Linked DNA regions of Gossypium arboreum: region 1 is linked to region 2. A link is a contact called in public Hi-C data. All regions are on one chromosome and are shown on one strand. Each heading gives the region's core, a stretch centred on a gene start, on an enhancer-like site or on the middle of the called end of the contact. The rest is flanking DNA. Distances are from core to core; before and after follow the strand shown.

Evidence for each region. Hi-C and Micro-C count contacts between places; a contact is called where the count stands out from the background.
Region 1: a Hi-C map of leaf shows a contact between it and region 2, with 2.1 times the contacts expected there. The contact joins two enhancer-like sites. A contact is called at or near these places in 2 of 5 Hi-C or Micro-C datasets (both in leaf).

What each region holds. Positions count from the first base shown.
Region 1 is chr6:108,788,221-108,794,790 of ASM2569848v2, forward strand. No RefSeq gene overlaps it. Among protein-coding and RNA genes, the nearest start is that of LOC108486442, 40 kb to the right of the region's middle. Within about 2 kb of position 1,456, at least 2 of the 2 cell types and tissues checked have an H3K27ac peak or open chromatin away from gene starts, as enhancers often do. A contact at or near this core is called in leaf, where this site is marked.
Region 2 is chr6:108,750,347-108,756,883 of ASM2569848v2, forward strand. No RefSeq gene overlaps it. Among protein-coding and RNA genes, the nearest start is that of LOC108484438, 12 kb to the left of the region's middle. Within about 2 kb of position 3,750, at least 1 of the 2 cell types and tissues checked has an H3K27ac peak or open chromatin away from gene starts, as enhancers often do. A contact at or near this core is called in leaf, where this site is marked.

The sequences.
Region 1 (6,570 bases), core at 206-2,705, 36 kb after region 2:
TATTTAATCAAACTGTTGAACTTTTCAATCGTTGATAAAAATAAAAATAAAAACCCTTCAGGGAATTAAAGAGAAATATCCTAAAATTGAAAGCAATCATATCTCTTCTTTGTTGAAAGGTTTAATCTTTCACTCTAAAGAGCTAGAGGAGACCATTTGTTTTGGCGGTCTTTGCTCTCATCACTGAAAATTCCACGTAAAACTTCATTTAAAGTCATCTTTTATGATCCAATAATTTCACCCCCACCCTTCACCTCATTTCCTATATTAACTCTCCATTTGGATCAGATTCTATTTCCAAAAAAATGATTCACCATGATGTGGAGATTGATCATGAATGGGTTTTTTCTGCTTGATAATGGATTCCTGGATGTTACAGGTACATTTAATTTTGATGACAAAAGCGCGGTTTTGGGAACGTAAGTTCCCAAAAATGAAAATTTTGGTGGAAAAGTAAGCTGAACATGAGTTCACCAAGGTCCACTGAGGGAGCTATCCCGCACGTAATTTTTATACATAAAGAAGTTTTTTAATACTAATATTTTATATATTTTATAATTAAATTTACATAAAAATATTTTTATATATAATTAGATTCAAAATTTAAAAAACTACTATTCACAGGGTAAAAAACACATCTTTTGGATTTTTCAAAATTTTTATATTTTCATATTTTAAAATGTTTTTCATATTTTTTAAACTTTAAATTAAAATATGAAAATTAAATCTTAAATTTAAGAAAATTACGATAATCTTAACAGATTTAAACCTTTCAGATATTGATTTCAAGGTAAAAAGAAATTAAATGTGTTAAGGAGTTGAGTTTAGATTGAGTGAAAAATCAAAGATGGATGAAATAAAAGTAAGTGTGGTAAAAAAGAATTAAATCAAATATTCCAACTAAAAATCCAAAACCAAAATTAACCCTAAAAAAATAATTCAAAATAAATTATAAGTTTTCTTTAAAAAAAAAAAACTTGAAACTTTTAAATCAAATATTCCAACTAAAAACCAGCTCGATCCCTGATATGGACAAAGATATTCGCACCTTGTCATTATCAGAAAAAAAAACCGGGGCCATTATGTAAATCAGTATAATTAAGGAAAATATCAAAAAAGGAAATTAAGGGAAACCTTCAAAACGGGGGACCCATTATGTAAATCTCCAGGCTGGAACTCGGGCAGCTGCCCGACCTACCCGCCCCTTTCTCTCTCTATATATATTAGACCCTACCTTCGCCACTCTCACAAAAACCCTCGCATATTTCTTTGCTGCTTTACTAACTAAAAAGGAAAAACATTCTTTGTTTAACGCTTAAGATTCCTTTAACAACAATGGCTGCCTCAATGTCTACTCTAATGGTTGTTCTCGTCGCTGTATGCGCTCTCATGGGTTCCGCCATTGCCGCCGACGCTCCGGCTCCGAGCCCCACCTCTGGTGCCGGCTCTATCTCTCCTTCATTTGTCTCTGTTTCCGTTGCCGCCGCCGCTGTGGCTCTGCTTTTCGGATCTAGACTTCGGATCTGAATGAGGCTATCTCTGGTGTTCAGATGATGCTCTGTTTTTCTTTTATATATGTATTTTTTTCTTTTTGATTTGATTTTGAATTTGGTTTGGAATTTTAGTAGCTGTGGTAGTGGATCTAGGGAGTGATTATATTATATATATATAAATATATAAATTTATGAGAGAGAGAGAGGTAGTTATTTTATTTGTTGCACAGATTATTGATGGCTGATGTTTTGGATTTGGATTATTTTCTGTATTATTATGGATTGATGTTATAGCGAGACATTTTATTATTTATATATATTTTCAATATTGTTTCTTAATTTCTTGCATTTGTGTTTTCGTTTAGTATTTTCTTTCGTTTTCTCTGCAGCCAAACAATCGTTGCCGCATATTCCCTATCGTTAATATTATTCTGGATGTTTCTGGTTCTACTGTTTGGTCTTGATATGCTCCGAATTTTTTTCAAATTGTAAATTCAAATTACATTTCAACCATACTTTAGAGTTGAGACTCAGTAAATAACCAAATATTCCACCTGCAAATTTAATAGAATCCTGAATATAAAAATTATTTCAACTAGTAAATCGAAATTATTTTAAATAGTCTAAAATGAATAGAGTTTGAAATAATTTAATTTCGATGATTTTTTTTTTAATGAAGTAGAGCAATTAAACTTAGGGCTGAACAATCAAAATTGAAAATAATTTTATCCGGCAGCAGTTCACATGGCTAAACTCGCACTTAATAAGGAACCTGGTCTATGCAGGTTTGATTAATGATGTTTGTGGCTGTAATGCTAATAACAACCCTTGTATGAAATTAGTCATGGTATAAAAAATTAGTATGAAACAATCAAATCGAAATAATGATGATGATTCAGAATTTTAAAAATATTCTAATTGACTTAAAGTTGAACACATTTTTATTTAAACATGATGATTTGAATTTAAATTCGTAATAATTTTGTGTTTAATAGGAATTTATGGCGGGCTATGACCTTTCGTCCTCGCAAACCTACTTATTTTACCATTTTATTTATTTGACGAAATTAAAATCATACAACCTCTAACAAAAAATTTAATTGAAATAATTTTAAAAGATTTAAATTTCAAATAAGTCATTTAAATTCATCCGAAGCAAAATCAATTCCAAGTTCCAAACTCACACACGTATATTGGATGAAAATAAATAATAGGTTTATTTATTTATTTATTTTGAATTAGAGCATGTTGATTAAGGGTAGGACACGAAAGTAAGCAAAGGTCGGTGGGGGCTCATTCTGGAGTTTATTGACAGATCATAAATTCAAGTAGCTTCCAAAAGTTAAAGATGGTCCTTGCAAATATCGTTGCTTAATATGCCCATTCTTCACACCACCTTCATGCCTTTTGTTATAATTCTCCAATCATATTTTAATTACTACAAAAAAATATTCTTATATTAATTAAAGTTTTTTATTTCGAATTTCGACCAACTCGTATATTAAATTTATATATTGCCGCATAGTGAAGTTATGTAATGAGGAGATAAATTACGTGATGATTGGCAACATGTTTGTGTGGTTAAGAATGTGGATGTTGGAAATCATTTATTGCCACCTCCTTCCAATTCTTTATTAAAATGATAAATATATTTCAACTCGGATTAAAAAATGTAATTTTTACCTCGGTCTCATGATTTCAACTTTCTTTTTAAAAAAATAACATCAACCGACTGATAGATATTTGTAACTGATTTGAATTAATTTATAATAATTATGGCGAAGTTAAAATATAAAAATTAAATTGTTATAATTATTATATAATAGACAAAATGTAAGGTCAATGTGAAAGGAAAGAAACATTGGTGTGTGGGTGGTGGGGAAAACACTGGTTGGCAACTTACAAAAAGCTAAATTTTTAAAAAGGACCTTAAGTTATTTCATTTTTGCTATATAATATTCAAATAAGTTTCCTGTCTTTTTTCATTTTTACTTTAATTTAAGCAAACTTTTTATTTCAAAATTATCAAAACACTTATTTAATACAAATTCAGATCTTTTACTTTTAATATTATATAAAAATATTTGATTAATATTAATTGTTTATTGAGGAGTAAATTGAAGGTTAGGGTTTAGTAAATGAAAGTTAAAATTAAGATTTATTTACGTATAAATTACAACTTAAAAGAGTTATTTAGATGCAACAAATTTATTTAAACATAATGACAAAGTTTAATCACCTTTTTTAAAAATTTTAGCCATTCTTAATTGTTTATCTTTACTTAAGTAAACCCTTAATTGAAATGAAAAATTGATTAAAATCAATTGTTTATTGAGGTAAAATTCAAAATTTATTTGGTTATAAATTAAATTTAAAAGAATCCGTTTAGATGTAATAAAAGTTTAAAAAAGAGATTCTGAATATGAATTGTAAAATAAACATAAAAATATAAAAAATTATTTAAACACAATGGCCTAATAATATTTTAACCATTCTTGTTTTTGGAAGTAAATATTTTTTGAAATTCAGATTATATCTGTTTTTTTGGACATAATGTTTAGAACTATCCATAACACCTCTTTAATCCATAAATAGGAGAATAATATTCTTTAGTGTACTCTAACTCACGTCCTCTTATATTAACAACAATACACATACTAATTAAATTAATAATAAATATTTTAGTGATTGATTTTATTATATAATCCTGAAAAAGGTCAATTTGTAACAGCAAAGAGGGAACATGGGAGTCATATTCATATGCAAACTTTATTAGATGTTTTGTTTTCATTGGTTGGACAGATTTCGCTTCAAAAACATATGACATCACCATTGTCTTGCAATTGCAAGTTTCCAACAACGGTTTACTTACTAAATTTCCTTAGAAGTTTCTACATTTATTTTAATTTATCAAAATTTAATTTTTGCATTTATGAAAATAAAAATATAATTTACTTGTTAATAAACATATAAACTTAAATTATTAATTTTATTAATTCCTTTTATATAACTTTATGAATTATTAATTTCTAAATCTGACAGTTTAATTAGCACTGCTCAATTGAGCTAATTGAAAAATTTTATGTAATTATTAAAATTAAATTACCATCATTATAACATAATAAAAATAATTACATATTATTATTTATTATCATATGAATTTAATCTAAATTAAAATTGATCGAATATAATTATAGTTTATTGAGATTCAATTATTAAATAAAATTGAGTCAAATACGTATAAATATTCTAGTGACTAATTTTTAATTAATGATGGGTTGATTAGAAATTAATGTTAATATACAAATATATATATATATATATATATATATTAAAGTTATGGTCTCAAATTACATCTACTAACTTTACTGACATTGACATCTCATCGTCAGAAAAGAGTGTGATGTTTTCAAAATCACATGACACAGCTTCCGTATTTAATTTTGTTCTTGATGATCTAACATGACAATTCCTGATAAATTAAGTTTTATATCAATTTTTTATGGTTCTATCAATTACAACCAAAATCAAAGTTACTTAGCAAAAGCGAACCTGTAATTAGAATAAATTTATATATATCCACGCATAATGCAATTTGAACATGGACTAAAAATATAGATTAAGGCCCCTTTTGAATGAATAGTGCGTTTATTTGCAATTAGTATAAAAATAAGATTAAATGTTATAGCGTAAAAAAAAAAAAAAAACTAAACGCATTACACTCCTAAAATTAAATATGAAATTTCAAAAGAAATAATAATTTAATTTTCAAAACTTCTAACCTTACGTTTAAGCCTGAAATTCATAAATAGGTGATGGAAGAAGCCATCTAAAATTCTCAACAATTGAGGACAGAATCAAAGTTTGGTTAAATATTGTATTTTGGCGAAAGAAAGAAAGGTGGAGTGTTTGGTGGACAAAACGACATTGCAAATGGCGTAATGGAATGCGCTGTGTCGTCTAAAAGGAAATTTCAACTTTGATGGAGTCACGTGAAGGCTGAAACCTTTGTCTTTTTGGGGTAAAAAAAGGTGTTACTCTCACCCCGCCGTGACTCACAAGTCACTCAAAAACGATCGGTAAATATATATTTTTTATTTTTCGGAGAATCCAATATACCTTACCTTTCATTCATTCAAAACATTCATTGTTGAAGAAACTTGTTTTTCACTCAGTGGTTTAATAAGAATCTTCTACATTTAGGGTTCAAGAGGTCAGAAATCCTAAAACAACCTTCACTTGAATCGGATAACGTGGAGGTAAGGGAAGACTCTTGTGAGTAAAGTTATTATGATGCAATAGCGTACCAGATCAAACCCCTCGCCCTTGTGGTAATGTAAAAGGAGCGCAAAGAAAATCAAGCAAGACTCTTCAAGGTCAAAATGACCCTATAGGCACCAAATCCGCTAACAATGGCGCCTTCAAAAAGCACAGCATTGGCTGCAGCAACAACTGCAATAGAAAAAAATTTAAGCAACACCCATGATTGAGGGGGAAGCAAAATGAATTTCTGATGACCAAAAGACCAGCAATGACGTGTTATTATATTGAAAAAACCGAAAACGAGGCGGGATGGTAAATGATTGGATCTCAGAGGGAAACCTAAGGGGTCACGACCAACCACATTCCTCAATTGGAAGGAGGCACAAAGCCCCTTTCCAGAAGCAACTAACAACCAAAAACAGCGAAGCTAAAAAAAAAAAAGGAAAACAATTATTGATGCTAGGAGATACTTACCAGAAATTAGTTAGAAGATTTAGGGTGTTTAATCATACCATTTTCTTTAAAGTTCTATTTGTTTGTTGAAAAAATTCAGTTTAGAAAATAGATTTGTTGTACAGCGAAAAATTAAAATTTTCTAAAATTAAACCTGTGTTATTTATATCAGTAAACATTTATAAAATTACTATTGTGTTTTGAGCTAAGCGGACTTGGTTGTTTCCTAGTTCTTTATCAACACCATCTTCACTAGTCTCAAACCTTTGATTTGTTTAGAGAATAGGATCTAAATTCACAAGCTAGTTGCATACAATAAAGATTTATTAAATTTTTTAGTGGGGAAAATTAAGTTCTCCCT
Region 2 (6,537 bases), core at 2,500-4,999:
TAACCTTTATGAACATATAATAAAGTTTATATTAAAATCCTTGAAGGATTTAGAATGCCAAAAGCATATTGAAATTATTAAGATATTGTTCACTTATATAAATTGAAATAATTAAACATATGTGGTAAATTTGACTTAATCAATAGTAGTTGAAAGAGGATTAATATAAAATGATCCAAAATACTTATTTGTATTTTATAGAGGAATCATGATTAAAGTTTGTTATAATTATTGTCGAAACTCCAGAAGAGATCAAAATATATTTTCTCAAAATTTCCCCTTACTCATGACTTTCAAAAGAATAGTGATATAAATGCTTAGCAAATTAATTCAAAAAGTTATTTGGAATACTAGTATTCAAGATTGAATACATAGAATATGTGAAAGTATGTGGTGTTTTCATGAGAGAAAGTAAATACGTGTTGTACTCTTTTCCCTTAATCGAGGTTTTGTCTTATTGGGTTTTCCAAGTAAGATTTTTAATGAGACAATATATTATGTGTATTATAGATATGTGTATTCTTTTTCTTTCACTAGTAATTTTTTTCCCATAAGGTTTTTTTTTTAATAGGGTTTTAACGTGGCACATTATCTACCAATGGACATCTAAGGGGAGTGTTATGAATATCTTATTAAGTGGATGTTCATAAGATCAAGATAAGTTTTTGATGTACTTTAAATTCTAATAGTCATTAGAAGTAAATCTCTACTTCATTTATACTTCTTATGCATGTAAATAAAGATTTTGCAAAAACTTTGTAAATATCCCGATTGATCAATAAAGATATGCCCTCTCTTCGCTTTTCTATTCTCTTTGTTCTTTACTCTCTGTCTATTTATTTTATAACAAAAAATACTTTAATGACTGAGATAGTTGGAGGTTTTCTAGCATTTAGCCTATCAAACATGATCCTAATATGTAATCTCAATCAATTCATCCAATTGTGGTCTAATCAGAGATCTAAGGACTTTTGTTGAAATGAAATATTGATTGACATGTTTTGCATTCTTTTAGATTTTTCAAATTATATAAAAATTGAAAAAATTAAAATGTATATAAATCAAAATATTATATAAAAATTTAAATAAAAATATAAAATATATATAAATTAAAAAATCAAAATATTATATAAAATGTATTTTTTTCAAAACTCTTAAATTCTGAAAATTCAAAAATATATAACTAAATTTTAAATTTCCAAAATAGACAGAGGTGATAAAAGTTTATATATAAAGTTTTGAATTTTTATAATTTTAGATATATATATATATATATATTGAATTTTTAAAATTAAAGTTTTTAACAAAATAAAATTGAATTTTTTCAATTTTATATAATATTTTGATTTTTAAATTTATAATTATGTATTTTAGATTTTTTTCTTTTAAAGCTTTTTTAATTATTTATATATTATATGATTTTTATATTTTAAACAATACATTATAAACAAAAAACAAAAAGGGAAGGGTGATGTAACACATTCCAGTAGTGCGACCAACTTGGTCAATGAGTGGTCAACACCTGTCAACTATGGTCAATGTCGATCAACAATTGATAGACGTTCAATTAATTGTAAGTAAATGAAATAACCTTAAGTGTCACGAGGCACATTTTGATTGGTTGAAAGATGCCACATGACACATTTGTGACATATTTTGACTGTCGTCACGTGATAATCGATTTTCTTTAATACTGTTGCTAGGGGTGAGGAAAACTCGAGTCGACTCGAAAAAATAAAAAAAAATTGAATTTCGAGTTAAATGAATCGAGTTATTCTAGTCAACTCGAATTTTTTTTGAATTTTGAGTTCAAATCTAGTTTAATTTTTAAATCCGAATAAACCGAATACCAAACTATAATATTTTATATTTTTACCACAAACCCCCAAAGCTTTTTACTTTCCCCCCCAAAATTTTACTCCCCCAACCCTAAAATCTTTTATTTTCCCCTAAACTTTTAATTTTCACTCTTTACCCCAAATAAAAAATCATAAAAAATCCTAAATCTAAATAGTAATAATTTTATTTATATCTACTATTTATATTATTAAATTAAATTTCACATTTTGTACAATTTATATTATTTGAATTGTTTGATCATATTAAATCATTATAAATTTATGTTAAAATTGAACTATTGATGATGCCATAAAATATTTGTGTTAAAATTTTATGTTGGTTTCAATTTCACATTTTATCTTTAAGATAAATTTTATTAAAAATCACATTTTTATATTTAATATATTTTAAATTTAAAATATATAGTGACAAAAATTAGAAGATAATTGAAGCAATATAAAATATTAATAAATAAATTATGAGGAGATGCAAGGTAATAATAAATTTGATTATGGTAGGTGATGTAGTTACAAGGATCCAATGTCATTTTTTTTAAATTTAACTCGAATAAATATATTTTATTTGAATTCCATCTCACTCGACTCGATTCGAGAAATTTCAAATTGAGTTAAGATGATAAAATAGGGTTCGTCAACTCGAAATTCTTCATTTGATTCGATCGAATACTCACCCCTAACTGTTAAAAAAAAAGAGAGGCTAAATCAAATAACAAAATTATAATTTAAGTATCAATTAGGCACAACAAACAATTTACATATTAAAATGAAAAAATAAATCTAATTTAGAAACCAAGTTGAGCGTTAAGCCATAAAAAGAAGGAATAACTTACATTAGAATGATCCTAAAAATTAAGGTCTTTAGGCACCAATAAAATTTTACCACATCATCAAATTTTAAAGATATAAAATTATTATTATACATTCATCCATAAAAAAATTATTTTTGGACTATTCCCAACACGTTATTAATGGTCTATTTCTAATTATTTAATAATATTTTAACAATTCTTTTTCATATCATTGATACATGATTTTGTAATTTTTTACCTTGAATCCCAAACCATGAATCTTAAATTTAAAATCTCAAACCCTAAATCCAAAAAACCTAAAACCCCAAACCCTTAAACTTTGAACACCAAACTTGTAACCTTGAACCCCGAACCCAGAACCCTTAAACATTGAATCTGAACCTTAAATCTTAAACTCTAAAACTTAAACTATGAATCCATACCTTGAACCTCGAGATTTGGGGTTCAAGGTTTAAAGTTTGGGATTCAATATAAAATAATTACCAAATCCATGTGTCAATTATATAAAAAAATTATACAAAAATTACTATTTTTTAAAATTGATTGCTCAAAAAATATTAACTTATGAAAAAAATAAAATGATTAAAATTTGTAATAAAAAGAAAGAAAGAAAAGATGTTTTTTTATAATTGAAAAATTAATTAATTTAAGTGATTTAATTAAAGTTAAATTAAGTTAAAAAGATACTAAATATAAATAGTGTATAATAATATTTTATTATCTTTAAAATTTATTTATATAGTATTATTTTATTGACACTTAAAATTATACTTTTAAAATAATATTTAATATAATTTATTTCCAAAAGAATATAAAACATTTAAATGATTCAACTTTAAAATAAGAATTTTTAGTGAAATGGACTCTACCCCACGTTAAATAGGGAACTTACGTATGCGAGTAATTAAAGAGCGTGTTTGATGGACGGAAAGTTTAACACTTCCATGTCACTTTTACCATTGAAGGTTCTGGAATCAATGAATACATTTCAGACACTTGTCTTTTGCTTTTTAAAATATACCGTCAAGGTTGGGCCCGTCCCACCTTCAGCTAGACCAAGGGATGCTTCGTGGGGTCCTCAATGATTCCGCATCGTATCAGTTGTTTCGCTCTGCTTCTATTATTTCCACAATTGCGGCCTCCTCTCAGCTGTGTTGGTACAAAGATTTTAAAATTTGAATTTATTTTATTATTAATTTTAAATTCCAACACGATAATCTCAGTATAAATTTAAAACTCTTTTTGCACATGTTAAGATGAGTTTGAATAAATGATATATTTATTTATAATTAGTATAAAAATAATAATAATAATAAAATTAAATATTATAGTGTAAAATAAAAATAAGTTAAATTTATCCCTAAACTTTAAATAAATATATATATTATTATAAGTGCAAAAGAGAGTCTCACTTATAACCTCTACAAAAGGTATATAGCAATCATAGATGGTATGGTATATGAGAGCTCAATGCCCTCTTAATGCAAGTTATATGTCCAAATGTAACATTTTGTTTTGCAATTCAGCTGTTGTGCAACTTATCATATTAGTTAGCAATTTTTAATTGAAAAATCTTTAAAGCAATAATTTATTGGACTGGCGTAAAAATTTTTTTTGAAGACTTTTAACATGATTGAGGAGATCTTATTTTTAAAAGAAATTTATTCTTATAAGATCTCTATTATTTGATTCCATATTAAATATCTACTAGATCATAATTGAAGGAGTTGAATTTCACACTAATTGAAGTTTTAGTAAGCTAATGTATGCCCATTTAAACAAAGTCTTGTTATTGTATTTTGTGCAAGATTGAGAGTATTTATCTTGGTCATCGTGAGAAACATCTTTTAGCAAAATTTCATTGCAAATAATTGTTTATGTTTAGTTTTTAATTAAGGGCTTGTTTAGTAGGGCTTAAAAAAAATACTTTCAGCTTGAAAATCACTTTTCAATAAATTATGCTAAACAAGTTTTTTGGCTTTTCAAAAATATTTTTTTGAAAAATACTTTTGAGAAGGAGAAGTTAAAATTATTTTTTTAAAATAATACAAATGTGTTAATATATAATTATAAATATTTAATGGTTATATTTAAATATTTAAAAATAATTTATATATTCTAATTAAATTTTATAAATACTTAATATTTATTGCTTAAAATATTTAAAATTTATATTTCATATATTAAAATATTAACAAGTTATAATAAATTATTTTTATATATTTTTATATTCCTACTAAAATATAATAACATTAACTAATTTGAACATTATTTAAATGCATATTTGTTACTTGATAACACCATGTCTAAAATGGATATTTTATTCCTCAAAATTACTTTTTGACAATAATACTAAACACTTAAATCTTAAACCAAACTTTTCAAAAAGTACTTTTTCACGGTACTTTTTAAAAATATTACTAAACTAGCCCTAAGTTTTTAGGGGAATATAGAAAATGATTTAGTTAATGTACAAAAGTGAGGTTGCAAGTTGGTGAGTAAATTAAACTTAGATAATATATTGTACTAAAGATAATCAATCATTCCTTCCATAAAGCCCTGCAGATGTAAAAAGTCCTTTTGAACTGCATGACCAACTTCTGTGTTAATCTCTAATTTTACTTTTCCAATTGTTAAAGTCAGTTGCAACTTAACGTGAAGTTGACAAGAAAATTCAACAATCTCTCAGAATCAACATCACATGTTCAAGCCTATTAGTTAGTTTGGCTTTGATGATCGTGTAAACCAAACCCTAATCATCAACAAAAAGGAACACCGTCTGCTACCCTTAGCATTACCATTGCTAAGGATTAGCAAGCCCTACACAACAACATCAAAACACACACTAGCCTTAATGTAGCCTAGCACAAAAATATATTCATAGTTATTGGCAGACGTTTGCTCAAAATAGATCCAAATTGTTGTTCGTTCTCCATCGAGCTCACCCTTACATCCGTGGAGTAAACCATAACATGAAAACCACCCATCTTCACCAAAGAGAACCTGAACCTCAAAGAAGAATCGTCTTCAACCCCAAAATCCCAACAATCGCCCCACTAACAATTGGAGCAGAACCAGAAAAAAAAAAACCCAGAAGACAATTAGATGGAAGAATAACACACGAAAGAGGAAGGTTTTTATTGGGCATGGGGGTGGAATGGTGGCTGACTAGGTTGGTATTGCTCAACCGATGGCGTAAAGGCAAAGAGCCAAAATATCTCATTTTGTAGAGAAATGAGAGAAAAACTCTTGGCAATCACATCAAAATTCAAATTCAAATTAGTTAAATTATACTTTGATTATTCAAATTCATTATATAAATTTGTAGCGAGTAAATTTAAAAAAATCATAAAATAAAATTTTAAAAAGTAAAGCTAGAATAAATTTAAATATTATACAAAAAAAATGAATTTTAATAATGAATATTTAAGAGTTAATATATCATCCACTTTAAAGTTAGTGAAATGATAATTTAATTATCAAAATCAAAATACTATTTAAATATGTAATATCAATATTTGCAAGAAAAGTAAGTTGATTATATGTAAATATTTAATTATGGTATATTCACTATCATTTTTAAATTGCCATCCCCATCACTCACCTCCCTTTATTTTGTTACACTTGATCTTCCACACTTGTGAACACAAGTGAATACCTAACCTTGATGATTGCCCTATAATTTCTGTGGCGACGCAAAAATTTTGCTTTGGTCGCTAGTTGAGGCGATTATTTGAAAATTTGACAATGGAATTTCAGTTTTAAAAAGAAAAGGAGTCGCCACAGACCATTTTTCTAGGTGTGATCGGACACCTAATAAACATTCTTTTTTAGAAAAAAAAATTTAGTTTTGAACAAAATGAAGGCTG